Regions from separate parts of the Sus scrofa genome. Here regions 1 and 2 are each linked to region 3. A link is a contact called in public targeted proximity ligation data. All regions are on one chromosome and are shown on one strand. The core of a region is the stretch at or near the end of the contact, and the rest is flanking DNA. Distances in the headings are between cores, read along the strand shown. Region 1 overlaps SPIDR (DNA repair-scaffolding protein). Region 2 overlaps SPIDR (DNA repair-scaffolding protein). Region 3 overlaps SPIDR (DNA repair-scaffolding protein).

The links.
Region 1: a targeted proximity ligation map of skeletal muscle shows a contact between it and region 3. A contact is called at or near these places in 12 of 47 Hi-C or Micro-C datasets (alveolar macrophages, embryonic fibroblasts, fetal liver and 6 more) and 2 of 2 datasets of targeted methods (alveolar macrophages and skeletal muscle).
Region 2: a targeted proximity ligation map of alveolar macrophages shows a contact between it and region 3. A contact is called at or near these places in 7 of 47 Hi-C or Micro-C datasets (liver, mesenteric adipose tissue, omental adipose tissue and 2 more) and 2 of 2 datasets of targeted methods (alveolar macrophages and skeletal muscle).

What each region holds. Positions count from the first base shown.
Region 1 is chr4:80,016,466-80,020,543 of Sscrofa11.1, forward strand. All of the region lies in intron 8 of SPIDR (DNA repair-scaffolding protein), which reads right to left. Among named protein-coding and RNA genes, the nearest start is that of CEBPD, 150 kb to the left of the region's middle.
Region 2 is chr4:80,041,320-80,045,337 of Sscrofa11.1, forward strand. The region is part of intron 8 of SPIDR (DNA repair-scaffolding protein); the gene reads right to left. Among named protein-coding and RNA genes, the nearest start is that of SPIDR, 150 kb to the right of the region's middle.
Region 3 is chr4:79,937,286-79,941,185 of Sscrofa11.1, forward strand. All of the region lies in intron 10 of SPIDR (DNA repair-scaffolding protein), which reads right to left. Among named protein-coding and RNA genes, the nearest start is that of CEBPD, 66 kb to the left of the region's middle.

The DNA.
Region 1 (4,078 bases), core at 461-2,960, 79 kb after region 3:
TCTTGTCTGTTTCTCTAATTGAGGGGGCAGCCCTGTGATTTCAGTCTGCTATGGCTCTAAAGAGCTGTTGATTTTGTTTGTTAAGCTTTTTTCATGTTGTGGAAATAGAAGTAATAACTTCCAAGCTCCCTGTATGTCAGACCAGAAACAAAGTCAGAACTCCCGGGAGTTCCCATCATGGCTCAGTGGTTAACGAATCCGACTAGAAAGCATGAGGTTATGGGTTCGATCCCTGCCCTTGCTCAGTGGGTTAAGGATCCAGTGTTGCCATAAGCTGTGGTGTAGGTCACAGATGCGGCTGGGATCCCGAGTTGCTGTGGCTCTGGCGTGGGCCGGCGCTACAGCTCCGATTAGACCCCTAGCCTGGGAACCTCCATATACTGCAGGAGCAGCCCCCCAAAAGGCAAAAAGACAAAAAAAAAAAAAAAAAGAAAGTCAGAACTCCTGGTTCTGCTTCTGGGCTTTTAAACTCATCTTGTTATCCTTCCTGGGCATTTGATGAACCATCCCTGCAGCACTCTCTAGTAGCTTTGGTAAGCTTTCAACCATTTCTTTGTTCCACAGGTCTAGTTTAATGTCCATCTCCATAAAACATACAAGCAGGAATGTTTTTTGTTATTGCTGTTCATCACATTCTGCTGCTGGGTGAGTTTGCTGGGTTTTAGGGTTTCTATACAAAAGAGGACCAGAGGCTCTCTGTGACAAAAATCTGTGTCTTAGGTGTTCTGAGTTTTCTTTTAGCATCTAGCAAAGGAGCAGCAAAGTCTCAGGGCTCTTTGCTCTTCACTGATAAAAAAGTCAAAATTTAATGATACTTATTCAATTAAAGATTCAAATTTATTTATATAAAACTAAGTCTAAGGAAAAGATAATCTGCCTCGAGTCCAATGGGCCAGACTAGAATTAAACAACAAAACCAGAGCAGCAAGAGATACGGAGGGTGCGATGTCTTGTGGGAAGGATGGTGCCACCACACCCCTTATTTTAGCTCCACGTGGTGCTGCCTCGGTGAAGGAGCTGACCCTGGGGATAGAGCTGAACAGACCACCCCTCTTTCTGTCCTTTCCCCAAATTAGGAGTTTCTGAGTTTAACTCCGGGGAAAGACTCTAAATACACTGTTCCTATGGGCACCCAGGGTGGCCGGTGCCACTGTACCATTCTGGACTCCTCACATTTAATAAAGAAACAATCCTTTCTAATATACACTCGGCCGAGTTTTGTCAAGCGTCATCATGGGGTGCCTGGGGTTATAATGATCACACCCAATCATCCTTTTTGTTACTCCAGGCCCAGGAGGTGAGCCCTGCAGATCTTACCCACACATCCAGATGGTAGCCTGCTGACCAGAAGCTTCCTCTAGGATGGCTCAGTGGGTACAATCAGGTTGGACTAGCCAGCAGTGCCACCATCCTGCCTTGTGACCTTTCCCTTATAGAAGGCCTTTCTTTATACACAAAACTTTGTAAAGAGGGAAAAACATAAGATCTTTCTTGCTTTTTTCACCTATATTTGTTACATAGTAGAGTGGGTATTTCAGTTGCTAACCTTAACCCTAGAACCATAAAAAGAGAGACTGGTTTTTGTGTTCTGGGTTTTTTTTTTTTTTTTTTTTAGGCTGCTTCCTGTTCCAGTAAATGGAATATCAGGATTCTCCACAGAGTCACGTGATAACTAGGCAGCACACAGCTGCCCTCTGGCACGGTATGTAAATGAACTCAGTCACCCTTTGGGTTTTCCCCTTTCCTTTCCCTGTTCTTTGCGGAGGACACAGAACCATAGGGAGTAACTAGCTGAAGTTTGCTCTGTACTTTAATAGCAGGCAGAAAGCCAAACTGCAAATACAATGACTGGATTCAGTTTTACAAGCAAACACTGGAACTGAATTCACCCTAGTCCGGGAAGAATGCCTGCGATCAGAACTAGCAGGAAATCCAATTCAAAACAGGGTGTGTCACCTTAATTCACAGTGTGGCCTTTACACCTTTAATGAAGGCCTTTGGAAATGAAAGCTTACTTCCGTAAAAGGTCCACAAAAAAGACTAAATTTTACACAAATGATACTAGAAATGCTATGCAGAGCATCTGAATTCCCACAGCCAGCACCCTTCGTAGGACTGTGAGCTCTGCTCATCCTCCCTGGGATAACTATGGTCATTGTCTTAGAGGATATTAATAATTACTTATTTCCTCCACCTTTCTTCCAAGCTCTGAGGCCCTTCTGACATCATGTCAGTTCTCCTCTTGTTCTCTGGGTCACTTGAGTAACCTGATAGGGGAACCTAGATCCTGAGGGCAGGAGAATAGCCACATACTTTGGCCCAAGCGCCTCTGAAACCTTCCAGGAGGCTTATGTGCCTGTCTTCCGTGGCTCTGGCTGGCTGGGGACAAACCCAAGTGCTGAGTCGGCTGTTCCAGGAGGGGTCAGGAGAGGTCAGGACCTCATCCTACTGCAGTGGTTGGGCCTTACCTAAATTACACGACTATAAGGACCAGGCAGAGGAAAAAACGGGCCAGATGCCCTTCCAAACTGTTAATCTGGGTGTATGGGAGGGGAGAGTAGAAGGAATAATATGAAGTAAAGGCTTCCCTAACTTCAAGGTTTGGGTGAGGAATAAATAAGAAGGAGGGGAATGCTCTACAGCCCCGCAAGGACATTATTTTCTACGAATTTTTAATATTTTATATAATTTAGCCTCAAGTGAGCAGCTGCCAGATTTACCAGATAAAGTATAGAATGGCCAGTTAAATGTGAATTTCAGGTAAATGATAAACAATTTTTCAATGTGAATATGCCCTGTAGTTTACTTGAAATTCACATTTACTTGATTGCCCTCTATTGCATTTGGTTTCCCTACTCGGGTGTCAGTTCCAACAAAATGATCACTAAAATGACTTTTACTGCTGGGATTCAGGATTGTGAATCAGACTGCTACCAGTGAGATGTGCCTGACCCCGGGTGACACTGGGTCCAGCCCTCACTGTGCTTTCTCATGGGGATGGAACAAGATGCCATCTTTTCATCCAATGGCAGGAAAACAAAGATGTCATAACAGCACCCAAGACTAAAACTGTAACACTGAAGAAACTAGGTTATAGATGGTGTCAACACACCACACTCCCATCTTCCTGAGGAAGTCAGTACTTCTTATTGGGAAGACTGAGCCTGCTTATGGTGTTAGTGCCATCACAAGAAAAATCTGAGAGGTATCTTTAGGCTACCCAGTATGGCAGAATAAAGAGACAACAGTGGCAAACCTGGATGCAATGTGATTTATGCTAAGGATCAAATGTAATCTGCATCACCAACCAACGTGTATACAAGTCAGCGCAAGTCCAAGGACAACAGCCTTGAACCAACAACCCTGATGCTGAGGCTGGCAGCTGCATGAAAGGGTTTAAACAGCTCATGGGTTAAAGTTATGCCTCCCAAGCCTATGTGTTCAGTAGGCCCTTTTACCTAAAGCACAACCTTCAAACCTCCACACTCTCAAATCAAGTTCTCAGGTCACAAAACTGACATTTGTGGCCACAATCCTAGCGAGGACTCCTGTGTGCAATGCCTCCATCTTACTGATCTAGTTCAGGTCAAATAAAATGCAACAGGTTTTCAATAAAATACCAGGAAGTTCATTAAATGGAATTTAGGCGAAAATACACAAAACTGGTACCAAGGCTCCAATTTTGAAAGAAAAACTTGCCTTAAAATTTAAAAATATACATATTTTAAATGTTGCTTTTAAAACAATGTGTTAGAGGGAGTTCCCGTAATGGCTCAGCAGTAACGAACCTGACTAGTATCTATGAGGATGCAGGTTTGATCCCTGGCCTTGTTGTGGATCTGGCGTTGCTGTAAGCTGTGGTATAGGTTGCAGATGTGGCTCAGATCCCACATTGCTATGGCAGTGGTGTAGGCTGGCAGCTACAGCTCTGATTTGACCCCTAGCCTGGACCGGGGTCGGGGGTGGGGGGCTTAAAAAGACAAAAAAACAAAACACACAAAAAAACAATGTGGCAGCAGAAACGTCATTAGGTTATTGTAGATTTCACAAACAATATGTAATATTGGAGTTCCCGTTG
Region 2 (4,018 bases), core at 1,487-3,986, 110 kb after region 3:
GAAATGGGCCAAAGACAACAATAACTCAACTACATTTGTCTTTAGGGGAGCATCACAGGAAAGTATTGCTGCTTTCAAGATTTTATTTTCCAAATAAAAATCTTCCTTTCCCGACACACTCTCCTATTTCCCCATTGTTACTCCCTCAGCAGTTGAAGAGAACCTATGAAACACTTGGTCCCAGAACATAAAGCTGTCTCCCCCAAAATCCAAAGTACCTTAAATATTAGATAATTTGTTTCTTCTAAGTATCCATGACACTACTGGTAAAAATGGTGACAGATACAACCCAAGCAGATCTGAGAGCCAAGAATTTTGAATGTTATGACCCAGCTACAGACTGACCCAGTTGCTTTTATTAAACAACTGTTACTTAAATTATATAAACTCTGAACTCTCAGCTGTAAAATGGAAATGACAAATGCTACAGACATCCCACGAAAAAGAGCAGCTAACAAGTTAATTCTGTATTGGACTGGATTCATACTTCTTAAACTAAATCAATTATTTCTAAAATTTTTAGAATTCTAGCTGACAGATAAAATATAACCAGCACTTATATTTTCTGTTGTAAGAGGAGAGGTCTGAGGCCAACTCTGTAAAGGGAATAGAAATTCAGAACTCTCTTTTTACAGAATTGTCTTGTCTGAGAGAATATGCAAAACGGCAACCTGACCTGTTCACAGCTCTCTCAAAGGCAAAGAGTTGACCTTTAGTCTCATTAAAAAGTGATCCAAAAAGGAACTAAATACTGACATTTTTAGCAACATGGATGGACCTAGAAATTATCATGCTAAGTGAAGTCAGCCATACAATGAGATACTAACATCAAATGCTTTCACTGACATGTGGAATCTGAAAAAAAGGACACAACGAATTTCTTTGCAGAAGAGATACTGACTCACAGACTTTGAAAAACTTATGGTCTCCAAAGGAGACAGTTTGGGGGGTGAGGGGATGCGCTGGGGTTGTGGGATGGAAATCCTATAAAATTGGATTGTGATGATCATTGTACAACTATAAATGTAATAAATTCATCGGGTAATAAAAAAATATTATATATAGGATGGATAAACAACAAAGTCTTACTGTACAGCACAGAGAACTACATACAATATCCTAGGATAGACCATGATGGAAAATAATAAAAAAAAAGAACATATGTGTATATATAACTGAGTCACTTTGCTGCACAGCAGAAATTAACACGATATTGTAAATCAACTATACTTAAATAAAATTTAAAAAAAAGAAAAGAAAAGAAAAAAAAAAGAAAGTGATCCAGTGTTCAGAACCACCACCAAGAGTGTGATTCGTGATTGGGGTTAGAAAAATCCTTTAGGTATTTTTACTATTTTACTCTTTGGATTATTCTTTCAAGATTACATTCCTAAAACAGGCAGGGATGGCATTTTTACTGAGAAAAATTTTTGAGTAAGGTAATAATTGACATTCATTTTCAAAAAATTACTTTAAAATTTTCTCAAAATATCCATGAATGTTCCAAACAGCATTAAGAGAGGTCCTATATTACCAAAAACCCCCACAAAAAACAAAAAGAAAAAAAAAAAAACCCTACTCCATACATATGCTTAGGATTTGGGTCAAACAGAAAACAGAACCTCTACTGAGCAGTCATTAATCAGGCTAGTTTGATTTTTTTTCTCCTGGTCATTTTTCTTTAGCCAGCAAAGATTGGCAAAGAGACTCTCCACAGTGTCATCATGCCAGGCTGAGAGGGAATGTTGCACTTGAGAACACTTGGAGGCCCAGGGATGATGCCTGCATGGAAGTACTGTCCCTGACTGCTTCGCACTGAGTTAGCAGGAGAGCATTACTGTTAAGTGAACACCACCTGCCCTGTAAGGTTTTATCTAAGCTGAGCTAGGAGGACCTATAAACTGTGTGCTTTCATAGCTATAAATACACATATTCCCACTTCCTCAAAAATGAACTAGTTGTCTAATTTCAAGATATTCTCAGAAAGCATGGAGACCATATGGTTGTACTTGTCTCAAAGAGCCAATTTCCACTTCTACCACCAATACCAGCCCTGCCCCCAAGAAACTCACAGCATAGGAGGAGAGACTTAAGTGTGTTCTAACAGAGGCATGTGGAAGGCACAATGTAGCACGCAAGAGAGAGCAACCACGTATGCCTTGAGCTGGGAAGAAAATGGCAAGGAACGTACAAAGAGAAGGGGGAGGAGGGGTGCAAGTTTTGTCATGTGGACCAGGGGGGTATGAAAAGCCCCTCTAGTAAGAAATAACAGTGCCTTTAAACAGGGGAAAAAGTACGGACCCTTGGTGACCACAACAGTCATTATCATCTGGAGAACAGGACCAGCCAAAGGCCACCTTTATTCTGACATCTGCCTTTATCTCATAGATTACCATTATGCCAAAAATAATAGAAGAAAAAATAAGTTAGAAAAATTTCTTTATTCTAGCTGGGACATGTATGGGTATAGAATGTTGTGCTTCTATGATTTGAAGACAGAAGACAGAAAACATAATTGTTTCCAACACCTTTTAAGCAAGAATAAATTCATACTAAATTATGAACTATCATTTGTGTTCACAGGTATTACTTAATTTAATGGGTACGATTACTGCATATTGGAAATAATTCATGTGCTGAATGTAGTGTTCTTAAAGGAAGATGCACTAAGAGGGCAAGGCAACTGACACCTACCACATTTCCTCTGTGTAGGAGCTCACAGGCCAGAGCTTTATGCCAGGAACTCAAGGGTTGTGCTAACAACCTATCCTTAGAAGACCAGGGCCAGAAAGCAGAACATTTTTAAACAGTGGAACTTTTTTGTTTGCTTTTCCATTCTTTACTTTTGTGATAAAGAGTATGCATGGGCCAACTGGAAGGTTGCATTTGATATGAAACATTCCATTCATTCAATAACGTTTAATATTTAACCATAAGTTTATTGCTTTAACTGTAATGTTCTTAACAAGGCTTCTAAGTGAGATCAAAACGGGCTTGTGTTTCTGCAAGTAGCTGCCTGTGCGGCTGGATCAAAATTACTGATGTCTAGCTTCCCTGAAATAAAGCAACTTTGCTCTAGACAGTAAAGATGCAGTATCCTCTGACCTCGCTGAAAGGGTGAAAACATACTCCTTTAGAAACAAGTCCATAGCGCATCTCATCTCTAGGACTTCACCTAGTTTACCCCATGTGTGTCATCTCAGAGAGCAGTGTTGTACTCAATCCTTGGATGATACCTATACTACTCAGTACAGTTACTTCCCAGTTCTCTACAGAATTCTTACCTGAGTTTTACATGATTTTCCTAATCAATCACTGTGTGAAGACGAAGCCTCTGAACCATACAATTATGTTTTTATAGCACAGAGAAATACATATGAAAACAGGTTCATAATGGACCTTTTTATTTATTATCACTTATCTTCAGTCATATGAAAAGCACAGCCAAGTATTACCTGCCAGGCTAGAAACGAACATAAGGAGGCTCAAGAAAAAAAAAAAAAAAAAAAAAAAAAAAAAGACTGGAAATGTCGTGCTGGACCTTAAACACTGGACAAGTGTAAGCCTAATACACTTTCCACCAAGTTCCCTCAAGTCTAAGGAATCAACATTTCTCTTTGGTCCCACCAGACCCTCAACCCAGCAACACTCTCCCCGCCTTGGCTGCCACTCTGTCACTGGTCACAGCACAGCGCTAAGGTGTAAGTCAGGATCTCTCTCCATCAAGGCTTATTTTTTTTGGCTATGCCAATGGCATGCAGAAGTTCCAGGGCCAGAGACTGAACCTATGCTACAGCTGTAACCAGAGCCACAGCAGTGACAATCTTGGATCCTTAACCACTGAGCCACAATGGAACTCCATCCATCAAAGCTTCTTGAGCCTCACAACTGGACACTGCAAAGTGACAATCCATTATCCCAGTCTCTTCTCGGAGAGAGACAGTAGGGTGAGAGGGATAGGCCCTATTCAGTACTTGTTCGTAATTATTATGCACACCTTTTTGCAGAATACAGTCTT
Region 3 (3,900 bases), core at 161-2,660:
AACACTGACTTTCACCTAAATAAAATCCCTTCCCCTACCTTCATGATTTTTAGCAAGTGGTGCCTGCTGGCACTGGCCAGGGAGGGGCTGCTTGAATTCTGCTGCTGGTGGACATGGGCCTGGCTGCTGGGAGCTTCAGCTTTCCAACCTGTACAATCCAGATAACTTCACTTTGCTTCACACCCAGCTAAGTGCCCACACCCATATGTGCTCAGAACCCTGGTTTCCTGCACCCACCAGGCAAATTCACATTGTTACCAATGCAGTTTATCAACAAGAAGGTGGTTTTCTCCTATCACGCTTCAGCCCACCCCTTATATCATGAGTGTGCTCCTCAGTAAAAGGGTTGATCTGCAGGAAGGGGCTCAGTGAAACCAGCCTATGGTCAGCCTGGTGGTGCTGTCCCCAATATCCAGCTCCTGAAGTTCTGTTGTAAGTGAAGCTCCTCTCTATGTAAAGCAATCAAGGCTTATTAGCAAACCCAGTGTCCTCTACCTGCCCAGCCACAGGGCACCCCATCCTGGCCACCAGAGCCTGACTACGGCACTTGGACTCCATGAATTTCTGAGACATGAGGGTGAGGCTGGGAGAACTGACTGAAACTGGTGCCAAATGAAACTACACAGCACATGCCAGCAACATAAAATAAGAGAGATAAGAGGTTCCCAGTTCAATCCCAGGCATATCATGATAGAAGGATAAAGTCCATCATGGAGTTAATATTTGTCTTTAAGAATGTTTCTTTCCTTCTCGTAACAGCCAAATGTCCCATCATTAAAGATCACTTTAAAAATTCTAGAAATGCGTGCATTGTTAATCTGTGAAAGCAATGGAACAAAGTACAAGGAATAAGGAAAACAAATGTTGATTCATAGATGGGGTTTTAGTAAGACTATAATTTAATTCCCCTTTGAAGTTTTAAATGCCCCTCCCCAACTTTTCAAAAGTATTTATTTTTCCCTCCTTTCATTCTGTGACTCAGTAAGATAGATACATAAGAACATAGAAGCAGTGTATGTGTGTGTGTGTATCTGTGTGTGTGTGTGTGTGTGTGTGTGTGTGTGTCTATGCTTGTGTTCCGAGAGAGAAGCAGATGAAGTGACATGTGGGATGTTTACACGAGTCAGGGAAGTAGTTCTGAGCAGTCCACCAAGAATTCCCGGAATCAGAATCAGGCTCCGCTGTTTTATTCTAGGTCAGTGTCAACTGAAACAGCCTCTGAAAATCAACAAGGATCTTTCTCTTCACATTATAATCCCTACTAAGCCTCAATTTAAGGACGAGAAACAGAAGAAATTAGAGGATGAAGTGAGAAAAAAAGCAAGAGAGAGAGAGAAAGGGGAAGGAAGCTGAGAGGGGAGTTTGGACCAGACCCGGGGCGGGGGAGTTGGGGGGAGTGCAGAGGAAGAGAGCCGAGGGGGCAGGGCCTTCCCAGCTCCAGCCCGCACGCAGACGGGAAACCAGATACAGCAGGACACTGTGTCCTCCTGAAAAACAACCAGACTGCACTCCTAAAGTAAACAGTTAATCCCGCTGTTTATCTTCTTAACATGAGATGTTAGCAGGATGATCCCTACTGCACAGAAATGTGGTCTCTACTCATTTAAAAATCCTATTTCTCTTTGCTAAAATAAAAGTGTGACATGAAAACTTTCTAGTATCAGTGAACAGGAAGGAATAATAATCTTTCTTTGCTGAAAGTGACTTAACTAAAGGATGGCAAAAAGCCTGAGAAAGGCCTTTTCCACACTCATACTTCCTCTTCATTATTGGAAAATACTGTATTGCTGAAATCAACCAAACAAAAAACACTGCTGCCAGCTTGGTCTTTAAGGAGGACACGAATAATGCTGACATAATTGTGGTGTCCTGGGCTTGGACTGTGGTCTCAGTTCCTAGAGATAAGACTGTGACCGGACCAAGACAAGTCAGAAGAGGACATTTTACACATTCATACAAGTTTGCCTCCAGAACGAATTTTCAAAGGTACAGTTACTCTCACATATTTTTGTTAGTTGAAATTTCTACTGAAGGAAGCAGCTGTGAGAGTCACCAGAGACCCTTATATAAGTACTTGGCCCCTTCTCCCAGTATCCTGGGCATCAGTAAGACTTCGCGCCAGACCCCTCATGGCTATGATCCACCCACCCAGGCCAGGGCTCACTCACTTGACTGGTCTCTCACCTGTGTGTGTTTGGAGCTGTGAAGTTTCATCACTTGTGGAGGACCCTGTGCCCACCAGCACAAGGACCCTTGTGACACCTTTTACCACCTACCTCCCTACCATCCACCCATAACATCTAATTTGTCCTCCATTTCTGAAATACGGCCACTTCAAAATGTTATAAAAATGGAATCAAGTAGTATATGATCTCTGGGATTAATTTTTTTCCCTTAGCATAGTTCCCTGGTGATAATCCAAGTTATTATGCCTTTTATTTTTATAACAGCTTTGTTGAGGCCTAATTTACATACTATAGAAATTCATCCCTTTTATTGTGGCAAAATAACCATAACATAAAATTTATAATTTCACCATCTTCATGTGTACAATTCAGTGGCATCAAGTACATGCACATGTTCTGCAACCAGCAGCACTAACTAGTCCTAGTCCCAGAATATTTCCCCAAAAGGAAATCCCAACCTGTTAAGCAGCCTTCCTTTTGTCTCCTCTCCCAAATACTTGGCAACATACTGATCTGGCTCTATGGATTTGCCTGTTCTAAATATGTCACATAAGTGGAATCATGCAAAATATGGCCTTTTGTGACTGGCTCCTTTCACTAAGCATAACATTTTCAAGGTGCGCCCATGTTAAGGCAGGTGCCAGTCCTGACTTTCTGTAGTTGGCTGAAGAATATTCTATTGTATAGATATACCACACCCTGTTTCTGCATCCATCAGCTGATGAACATTTGGGATGTTCCTACTTTTTTGAAGTGATATTATTATTATATTACTACATATAATAACTATAATAGTATTATGAATGATACTGCTATGAACGTTAGTATAGCAGTTATGTAGATATGTTTTCAATTCTCTTGGGTTTATACTTGGGAGTAGAATTGCTGGATCATGTGGTAACACTATATTTAGCTTTTTGAGAAACTGCCAGATTATTTTTCCAAAGTGGCTGCACTATTTTACAAGCCAGTCTGAGGGTTCCGATTTCTCCACACCTTTGTCAACACTTATTAATGTCAGTCTTTTTTATTACAGTCATCCTGGTGAGTGAGAAGTGATATCTCTTTGTAGTTTTGATCTGCATTTCTCTGGTGGCTACTGACATCGATTATCATGCACTTCTTGGCCACCTATATATCTTTGGAGAAGTGTCTATTCAAATCCTCTGACCATTTTTTATTTGGGTTATCTTTTTATATTGAGTTGTATTCGTTTTTACATATTCTAGATAAAAGTCCCCTATCAGATAATGGGGTTTGCAAAAAGTTTCTCCCAATCTCTGGGCTGTCTTTACTTTCCTTATGATGTCCTTTGAAGCACAGAAGTTTTTATTTTGATGAGACCCTATTTATGGTGTTTTGTTTTTGATTTTTGCTTTTTCAGGACCATACCTGTGGCATATGGAAGCTCCCAGACTAGGGGTCGAATCAGAGCCACAGCTGCCAGCCTACACCACAGCCACGCAATGCCAGATCCAAGCCTCATCTGCAACCTATGCCACAGCTCATGGCAAAGCCAGATCCTTAACCCACTGAGTGAGGCCAGGGATCAAATCTGCATCCTCATGGATAACAGTTGAGTTTGTAACATGCTGAGCAACAACAGCAACTCCTGTATTTTTCTTTTGTCATGTATGCTTTTGGTGTCATATGTAAGAAATCACTGCCTAATATATTCCTATGTTTACTTCTGATAGTCGCATAGTTTTAGTTC